3 separate regions of the Mus musculus genome follow, and all the other regions are linked to region 3. Evidence: chromatin contacts called from public promoter capture Hi-C data. All regions are on one chromosome and are shown on one strand. Each heading gives the region's core, a stretch centred on a gene start, on an enhancer-like site or on the middle of the called end of the contact. The rest is flanking DNA. Distances are from core to core; before and after follow the strand shown. Region 1 holds the start of Slc16a4 (solute carrier family 16 (monocarboxylic acid transporters), member 4). Region 2 holds the start of Kcnc4 (potassium voltage gated channel, Shaw-related subfamily, member 4). Region 3 holds the start of Pifo (primary cilia formation).

What was found. Promoter capture Hi-C pulls out the DNA fragments that hold promoters and counts their contacts.
Region 1: a promoter capture Hi-C map of hippocampal neurons shows a contact between it and region 3, with 5 times the contacts expected there. The contact joins the promoter of Slc16a4 here to the promoter of Pifo in region 3. A contact is called at or near these places in 3 of 39 promoter capture datasets (embryonic stem cells, hippocampal neurons and stem cell-derived epiblast-like cells) and 1 of 9 other capture datasets (liver).
Region 2: a promoter capture Hi-C map of hippocampal neurons shows a contact between it and region 3, with 4 times the contacts expected there. The contact joins the promoter of Kcnc4 here to the promoter of Pifo in region 3. A contact is called at or near these places in 4 of 39 promoter capture datasets (the 3T3-L1 cell line, hippocampal neurons, liver and 1 more).

What each region holds. Positions count from the first base shown.
Region 1 is chr3:107,289,925-107,292,822 of GRCm38.p6, forward strand. It overlaps Slc16a4 (solute carrier family 16 (monocarboxylic acid transporters), member 4), which reads left to right and starts at 1,306. Exons shown (of 9, transcript NM_146136.2): 1 at 1,306-1,491; 2 at 2,484-2,601. The coding sequence starts at 2,515.
Region 2 is chr3:107,457,473-107,460,347 of GRCm38.p6, forward strand. Kcnc4 (potassium voltage gated channel, Shaw-related subfamily, member 4) reads right to left here and starts at 1,426. Exons shown (of 4, transcript NM_145922.3): 1 at 729-1,426. The coding sequence starts at 1,418.
Region 3 is chr3:106,000,128-106,003,291 of GRCm38.p6, forward strand. It overlaps Pifo (primary cilia formation), which reads right to left and starts at 1,370. Exons shown (of 6, transcript NM_029604.3): 1 at 1,200-1,370; 2 at 971-1,116; 3 at 245-343. The coding sequence starts at 1,260.

The DNA.
Region 1 (2,898 bases), core at 56-2,555, 1.3 Mb after region 3:
GTGCCACTACCCCCGGCCTGGCAGGGTCTGACTTTAACCCCAATTTGCTCAAACTCAGCAATCCTCCTTACTTCTGCATTGTATGCTGAGACTGTAAGTGCGAGCTACCATACACTGCAGTAAGAAATATTCTTGATCCTAAACAATCTTGTAAAATAGTATTAATAACATTTTATAGCTTTCGAAACAAATTCAAAGAGGTTAGCTTGTTCAGGATTTCAAGACTTAAAATGCAACGTTGAGCTTCTATCCAAACCAGCATTACTCACTAGCCCTCAACGTTTCAAGAGTATCAATCCTGCCACCAAAGACCTTGAAAACAGTCCCATGGATGGTCACTAAAAACATTTCTGGAGTATATAATTATCTCTTCCTCTGTGTTTTGCCTTCTGCTGACTGTTTCTTTGATCTTTCCCACCAACACCCATATCTGCATCATGTTTCCATGGTTGCGTTCACGGAGCGTTCTCCCAAACTAAGCCATCCTTCTTTAAGAATTTTAATAAGAAAAATTAGAGATGGGCTTTAAGAGGATGAGAAGCCCATGTTTAAAAAACAGAACAAAGGTGCAGATTTCCAGATCAAACAAAGAAACCATACTTGGGCTTAAAATACACTCTGGATTAAAACCTGGAATGTTGGTGTAGGAGATCAAAGGCACTATTTTGTTGACTTTTTTTTTTTTTAATGTGGAAGGTGGAGCTAAGGAAGGAAATTGGACTGGAATGTTGAATTATTCGGGTAATTTTCTAGGACTCAGCCTTAATTATTCCCAAAATTCAGTAAGAAAAAGTTTCATTAAAATTACTGTAAGTATATATCTTCATGGAAAGTTAAAGTAATCGGGTTCAAAAAAGCGATTAAAATGGGGCCTGAAACCCCAAATTAATCATACTACTGAGTCAGAGGGCACAAAGGGGCACAGAGCAGCCTGGATTTACTAAGGACTGCAGTGGGTTTGCTAAGATGGACTAAACCCAGGTACCCACGTTAAGCAGGCACTCTATCATGGAGCACTATCTAGCATGGAGCACTATCTTCAGCTCCAGCACTGCCATTTGTGGTCCAGAAAGAGCTCCCCCGTCTCTGGAAGACTTTTATGCTTCTTTTATAAACTAGTCTCAGCCTCCCTGAGGAACTTTGGACAACTTTCAAAAATCTGGAGTCCCATCCCCCATCCCAGACTTGAGAAGATTTTCTCCTTGGTTTACCCAATGGCTTTTGGCCGGAGGTGAAAAAAGTGTACCTTGTGGGCTGGCTGGAAGGCTGGCCTGAGTTGTTCTCAAGTTACAGCCTTTCCTCCTCCTCCCTCAGGAAGTAAAGTCCACAGGCAGGAGCTGCTAAACCTCAGCGCTGCCCCCGCTTGACTACAGTGCCTGGTTGTTTCCACCAAGCAGCGGAATGGGAAGCCTTAGAAAGAGAGTAACGTTTTAGGGAAAATAATTTTTCACCTGAAATTTTCTTGTCTCTAGAGGATTCATTTGCTTAAAGGTAAGGTGAAGTGGAATTGAAATTGGGTGATGGGTTGGTCTTCTCAGGGACCTGGAATGACTAGAATCTCTCTGTCTAGAATTATCTAATAGAAATCTCTCCCCCTACACACACACACACACACACACATCTCACAACTGGCATCTTTCTGTCTAATCTAACAGACCTTACTTTTTTAGACACTAAACACACACACATGCGTCGCATACACACCTGGCTGCTTTCACAAGGACAGATGAGGATAACATCCATTCCTCAGAACACGTTCTTTCTCAATATGTGGGTATTTATTTACTCAACTCTGTCTGAAGTTAGCACACTATGACATTCTAATCTTGAATGCTTAGCATCTCTCTCCTAAGGTGGAGACTAGTCTCCTGCAGAATCATAAGTTCACCACCACAACCAAAATATTTAACCTATTTAGTACCCTCTATTTCAAATCACTCATATTTCCTAAGTGGGCTTCCCAATTTGTTTTTCTGATCTAGTATCCTCTAAAGAGATAAGTTACTTTGTTGGGCTATCTAGTTCTTTAAAATACCTAAGCTCCATAAAAAGGGGCTGTCTAAACCCAAGAGCCCCCTCCCATTTAACTTTTCTTTAGATTCAAGGGCTGGTTCACAGGAATGGATGGGTAACACATGGCTTCCTCTAAAACTGGCTTACAGCTGATGGAGATCCTGAGCACAAGTAGAGTGGCCATTCCCATCAGGGACTCGAGGTTATTAACATCAGGCAGACTTCACGTAACTAAGGGGGAACGGAAAAGTGAAAAGTTTCATACCATGGAACAAAATAAAATTTAATAGTTTAACATGCACACCTATAATCGCAGCCTTCAGGAAGTAAAGGAAGGACAGCCACAAGTTCTAGGCCAGGTGGAGCCACAAAGCAGGTCTTAAAACCAACCAAAAAGACAAACAAAATATCCCACTTACAGTTAGATTACTTTCTTGACTACTGAATCAACTGTTTTGCATCTGTTCCAGTGATCTCCGCATGTAGCCTACAGGAAGCATCATGGTGAAGAAGGAAAAAACGCCCTCCCCTTACACCAAACCCCTTGATGGAGGATGGGGGTGGATGGTCGTGCTTCATTTTTTCCTGGTAAGTGTTTCTTTCCCCTTTCCAAGTGCTGAACTGTACGAAGAAAAGCTCAAAGCAGTCTAACAAGATCGATGAAGGAATCTTGAGATTTGAGTAGACAGGAAGCCAGGAACTTGCCCAAACTGCTAAGATCAGAGGCCACCTTGGCTGAACCCAGAAGCTGAGCTGTTTGTTCCCCTGAGAGAAAGGAGAAGCCTTCCCATCCAGGCCTCTCCGCTGCCTCTTCATCATCTCTCAATCAGAGAATGCTCCAGGCATGGCTGGCAGTTCTACTTTGGCAGAATGGCAACTGGGATT
Region 2 (2,875 bases), core at 176-2,675, 1.5 Mb after region 3:
CTTTGTGCTGCAGCAGAAACAAAAGAGCAGTGACAAATCTGGTATCATCACCAGGAAGCTTGTGGCCGGCCACTGTCCTGGGATCCTAAAGTGGGAGGCTTTTCCTGTCTACTTCTCTCTCCTGTCAGCAGCAGCCAGGCTGTGACTGAGGTACAGAAAGCCTTGGGACATGGCCTGCTCCTAGGAGAAAATGCCCTCTCTCAGGAGAGGGGGCCTGTGTTCTGGGGAATCTCTGTCCTTTATGAGACAGGTATTCTAGAAACTATGCCCCCCCCCCCTTTTCTGAAATCCATAGGCGCCTGCATACAGAGCTGCTGGCAGGATAGAAACAGGTTAAGTGTCCTACATAATCCACGGTTCCTTCTCTTGATCCGGCCTCACCCCTGAAAAAGGCCAAGTTTAAGCTCTCCAGGACTTTGTGGTCCTGTGGAGGGCAATTGTGCTGATCAAAAAGGAGTGAGAAATGCTCAAGTTGAAGGCTTGCCACTCACTGAGGGGCATGTGCCAGAGCAGACAGCTCGGATCAGGTCCAAGTAGTAAGTTAAGTGTGTGCAATTTCCTGATGGAGCATGCAGGAGACCAAGGAGGGTGGGTGTTAGGAGGCAGGTAGTTATCGTCTGCCAGGTACGTCAGTCTCCTTCCAACCCCCTCCCCATCTGACCTACCAACACTAACACCAAGAAACCCTTGGGCACGGAGATGGGGAGATCCTGGCTTCTGCCACTCACCCTGGCCGCCCGGGATGAGTAGGGATCCTCGAAGAGCGCCCACATTCGGGGCTGCCAGCCACGGCACCCTCCGGACCCAGCACCAGGGCCAGAGCCTCCTTCATGGGGGCCCAGGCGCTGCAAGGCCAACTCCCGCTCATCGTCGCCAGCCTCGTCGCCTGGCCCTGCGCCACCCCCGCCCCCGTCCGGGCTCTCGAAGATGTCCAGTGCCTCCTCAGCATCGCGGTGCTGCCGGTAGGTCATCCAGCAGCAGGGTTCCACATCTGTTTCATCGATACCCCAGAAGGTGAGCTCTTCCTCAAAGAGAGGCCCACAGACGTCTGCGGGGCAATGCAGCTTGCCCGTACGGTAGTAGTTGAGCACATAGGCAAAAACACCCGGGTGCCGATCAAAGAAGAACTCACAGCCCCCGCCGCCGCCGCCGCCGCCGCTGCTGCCGCTGCTGCCTGCACCGCCGCCATCCGACTCTGGCCGACCCCCGCCGTCGGGATCCGCCAACCAGGCAAGGCGGGTGCCCGGTAGGGTGCGCAGGGTGCTGCGGTAGGTCTCATGTCGCGTGCCGCCCACGTTGATGATGATCTTCTCCGACGCCTCGCCCTTGGCCATCTCCTCCTTCAGACATGTTTTGGACGGAGGCTTGTTCCCCGACTTGCGCCCGCGGTAGGAGGAGACACACACCGAGCTGATCATAAGAAGCGCTGCGGGGCTCCGGCTTGGGGCGGCCGCTGCCCTCCAAACACCCTTCCCAAGGAGGCAGCGTCAGAACGGGGAGGGGGAGGAGACGACAAGGAGGAGGTGGAGGAGGAGGAGGAGGCAGGAGGTGGTAGCGGCCCCTTCTGCGGAGTGGCTCTGCCCCTGCCTCCCCCCCAACCCCCCCGGGGCGCGGAGCAGGAAGAGTTGGCTTTCTGTGGTGCACAGGTGGTTGGGATTTAGGCAGGCAGAACCTAGTGGAGGCAGGAGGTGAAGACCTGGGTCGAGGACTCAAACCAAAGGGTCCGGGGTCCCAGGAGGTAGGGGCAAGCACAAGGATGCTCTGGGCCGGGGACACGCCCCCCCGACCCCAGAAAGGCAGAGAAGCGCACAGTCCCAGAGCACTGCGAGGGTCCGCGGCGCGCGCGCTCACACTCACACGGGCCACCCTTTGGCTCCTAGAACGCGGCGAGCCCGAAGGCGGCAGGGTTTCTCCGGGCGGCGGCAGCGGCGGAGGCAGCAGCGTAACAGCAACAAGTCCTCGGAGCGGCTACCGGGGCCGGGCGGATGCTCCTACGGTAGCCAGAGCTCTGCGGGGCCGGGCAGTGTGCGGTCAACTCGAGGCGGCGGTGGCGGGCATGTGGCCCGTTCCCCCCATTCATAAATCCAGCGCGGAGCACCGATGGCGGGCGGGGTTGAGTCGAGCGAGACGGACCAGCGGGTGGGGGTTGCTCAGGACCAGGCGGCAGGAAAACAAGCGCGCCCGCAGCAGCGAGCCTGGGTCCTGCGTCCGTGGCCGGGAGCTGCGCCGGGCTGGATGCAGCGCTGCGGGGGCCGCGCCGGGACGAGGGGGGGTTCAGACGGGGCGTCCTGCGCGGCGCAGAGCCTGGAGGGCGGGGCTGCTCTGAAGAGCCAGGCACCGGGTGCTGGCGGAGTGTCCCGGGCGGTGGCCGAATGGCCAAGGACACCTGCAGGCTTCCTGGGCCGCGCCAAGAGGGAGCCTCAGCGCAGCGCCCCGGCGCCGGGTTCCTGAGATCTGGCGCCGCCGGGAGCCGCGCCATCTGCGCGTCTGCCCATCTCCGGGCGGGGCGCCGGCCTTGGCTCCCTGCTAGGGGCGGGCGCGAGGTGGTCTAGGGAAGGGAGCGCCTGGGCGCCAGAGGAATGGGGCTCAAAGGGCTCTGCGACTCCCTCCCGCGATGACAGAGGATGCGACGCTCCAAGTGGCGCCTTTTCCTCTCGGCCTCGCCTGACCAGGGCGCACCCTCCGCGGGGCGGGGTGGGCGCGGCGCTGCGAGGCGCAAGGCCGACCTGGGGCGTTGCGGAGCTCGGGCAGCAGAGCTCAGCCTTCATCCGCGCATCCCAGCCCAGCGGAGGCGCGTAACCCGCTAGCAGCCAGTGCCCAGCGTCGCGCGCCGCCCCTGCGCGCCTCCGCTTCCATCCCCTCTCGGCCCCACTCC
Region 3 (3,164 bases), core at 120-2,619:
ACTTGAAATCTAGCCAGACACATATACCACAAAGTAAAAAAGTTGGAATTTATCCTTTAACTGACAAGATAACGTGATGTATGTAGGTTCTCAATTTCAACTTTTGGTTATTAAAACCTTGCTTTGGATCCATTTCTTTAGTGAAGGGCTTTTCTCCCTGCTTCCCAATCATCTACCTGTGTTAATGTCTCAACATAAATTTATGTTGCCACATGATCCACCCAGAACAATCCCAGAACATTACCTTGCTGATTGGCTTAAACCTCACAGCTGTCCTGGCTCCAATAGCATAGCCTTTCGTACTGGTTGGGACTTTCGATAGATTATATGCCAAACCATTCCACTTCCAGTGGAAGGAAGAGAACGAAGGCGGGGTGGGGTGGGGGGTGGGGTGGGCGTGGGGTTGGGGTGGTGGTGGTGCGGTGGTGGGGTGGGGTGGAGAAAGAAGAAAAGCATCAGAATTAGTAACACAATCCTAGAACGGCCTTCAAAGTGGAGTGAATACAGAATGTGTAAACTTCTCTGCAAGACATGGCCTTCCCCCACCTTGTCTTGGTTCTTTTATAGTCAAAAGCATAGAGTTCAACAAATGACACAAGTGACTTTGCAAAGAGGTGTGGCTGGACAGACAAACACATGAATTTCTGTGTATCCCAATGGCTTCAGTCTTTAGAGCTGTCAACAACTGAATTTACTTTTATGGAAGAGTCAGCCTGAAGATTGTACTGACTGACAGCTCAAGAGGGCGCTGGAAGTGAAGACAGGGAAGGGATTATATGAAGACAAGCTTGCGTTTAGTGGGGGATGGAAAGTGGCGAACTATCGTAGTTTACACATAGGCTCTACAGCTTGTCTCATATTGGGACCCAGAAATTAAAGTTACACATAGAGCAGTTTTTCTCCCAGAACACCTATGCATCCTGCTGTAGACAGGAAACTGAGTCCCACCCAAGGGGAAGTGAATACTTACATCTGTTGCTGCTGCATAACACCCAGGGCCTGTGTGGGGCATTCCCCTAAGAGGGAGATACAGGTTCCCCAGCCAGGTTGGGGGATGGTAGTGAGGAAAGAGTTTCCTCGCTTGACGTGTTCCAAAGGAGTAATTATTCACCTTCCCTAAAGATCAAGAGAAGAAACTCCAGGTGAGCACGTGGGTGGAGGGAAGCATGGGGCAAGGGGACCGTGCTGCCAACTCTTACATTGTAAAGCAGGTGTAACTCCACGGAGCGGAGGAGCAACCGGTATTTCCTCCGTGTTCATCTCTCCTGCTCTTCTTACCCTTCTTCTGCTGTCTGCTCTGTAAATCTCTGCTACTCTCCTTACCTATTCTGCTGAAGCACATCCTGCAGGGTGCTAGGATTAGCTCTGTGTACTACGTTGCCAAGGGAACGGAACCGCGGAGAGCTCTGAGCGCGCCTGCGCAGCAGGTTGCTCAGGACACAGGTCAAGTTACATCTAAGCTTTGAGGCTCTTAACTCTAGAGGGTGGCACCAGCTAGGCACCAGGTGGAAGGGCTACATGGGTGAGTGTGTGGAAAACTTCTTTGGAAAAGTCCACGAAGAATACACTGCTGTAAAGGTAGGTCTATGGGGCTCAGATCACCCTAGGTCTGGACTCCGGGGACCAGAAAAGGAGAAAACTCTGTGCTGACAAGTGAGGAAGATTGTGCCTCTGAACGATGCCTGGAGCAGAGGACTGTGGGGCAGGTGGGTGTTGAGATTGCGCTGACAGCAAGGACCCCATCAGGTCCATTTTAGATCCGTTTTTCTTTTTCCTCAAGTCTGAGATCGTGTGTGTGTGTGTGTGTGTGTGTGTGTGTGTGTGTGTGTGTGTGTGTGTAGGGGTGCAGGGGTAGGAGAGCGCAGGAACGTGTGGGTAGGAGGCTTTCAAAAGCTAATGGCTCTCAGTGGAACACTAAGAGTGCATTTGCATTGTTGAAGAGCTTAATAATTTAACATTTTTGTAAGTCTCAGTATCCTCATAATTCTACTGACAGGTTTGCTGAGTGTTTTAAGGCTGTGGAAGCAAAACCACACAGTGTGTACTTCCTAGCAGTTGTCAACGTAAAAGGTTTTCATCACATAGATAACAGCCAACTAACCTTTGAGCTTTTTCATACTACTGAGAGAAAGAACATCAGAATGTTTGTTATTAAACTTTGTCCTGTGCAGAAACAAGAACTTTTCTCCCCTGTGTTTTAGGGTAGCTTTACGACTTGTCCAGGTATAGGAGGTAACAAGACACACTGTCTGGCCCATGCTGCTGTGTGTCTTCCTTCCTCCCTCCCTCCCTCCCTCCCTCCCTCCCTCCCTCCCTCCCTTCCTCCCTCCCCCCCCCTCTCTCCTTCCTTCCTTAGATTATTTTTTAGATTTTTTTATTAGATATTTTCTTTATTTACATCTAACCCTTTACTAGTTTTCCCTCTGAAAATCCCCTATCCCTTCCCTCCTCCCCTGCTCCCCAATCTACTCACTCCCATTCCTGGCCCTGGCATTCCCCTATACTGGGGTATAGAACCTTCACAGGACCAAAGGCCTCTCCTCCTATTGATGGCCAACTGGTCCATTCTCTGCTACATATGCAGCTAGAGCCACGAGTCCCACCATGTGTTTTCTTTGGTTGGTGGTTTAGTCCCTGGGAGCTCTGGGGGTACTGGTTGGTTCATATTGTTGTTCCTCCTATGGGACTGCAAACCCCTTCAGCTCCTTGGGTCCTTGATCTAGCTCCTTCATTGGGGACCCTGTGCTCCTTGAGCATGACTGTGAGCATCCGCTAAGATTTTTTTTATTAGATATTTTCTTTATTTGCATTTCAAATGTTACCCCCTTTCCTGGTTTCTCCTCCAAAACCCCCCTATCCCCTCCCCTCTCCCCCTGCTCCCCAACCCAGCCACACCTGCTTCCTGGCCCTGGCATTCCCCTACACTGGGGCATAGAGCCTTCACAGGACCAAGGGAGGACCATCTCTTCCCATGATGACCGACTAGGCCATCCTCTGCTATGTACACAGCTGGAGCCCTGAGTCCCACCATGTGTACTCTTTGGTTGGTGGTTTAGTCCCAGAGAACTCTGGGTGTACTGGTTGGTTCATATTGTTGTTCTTCCCATGGGGCTGCTAATCCCTTCAGCTCCTTAGGTCCTTTCTTTAGCTCTTTTGTGGGGACC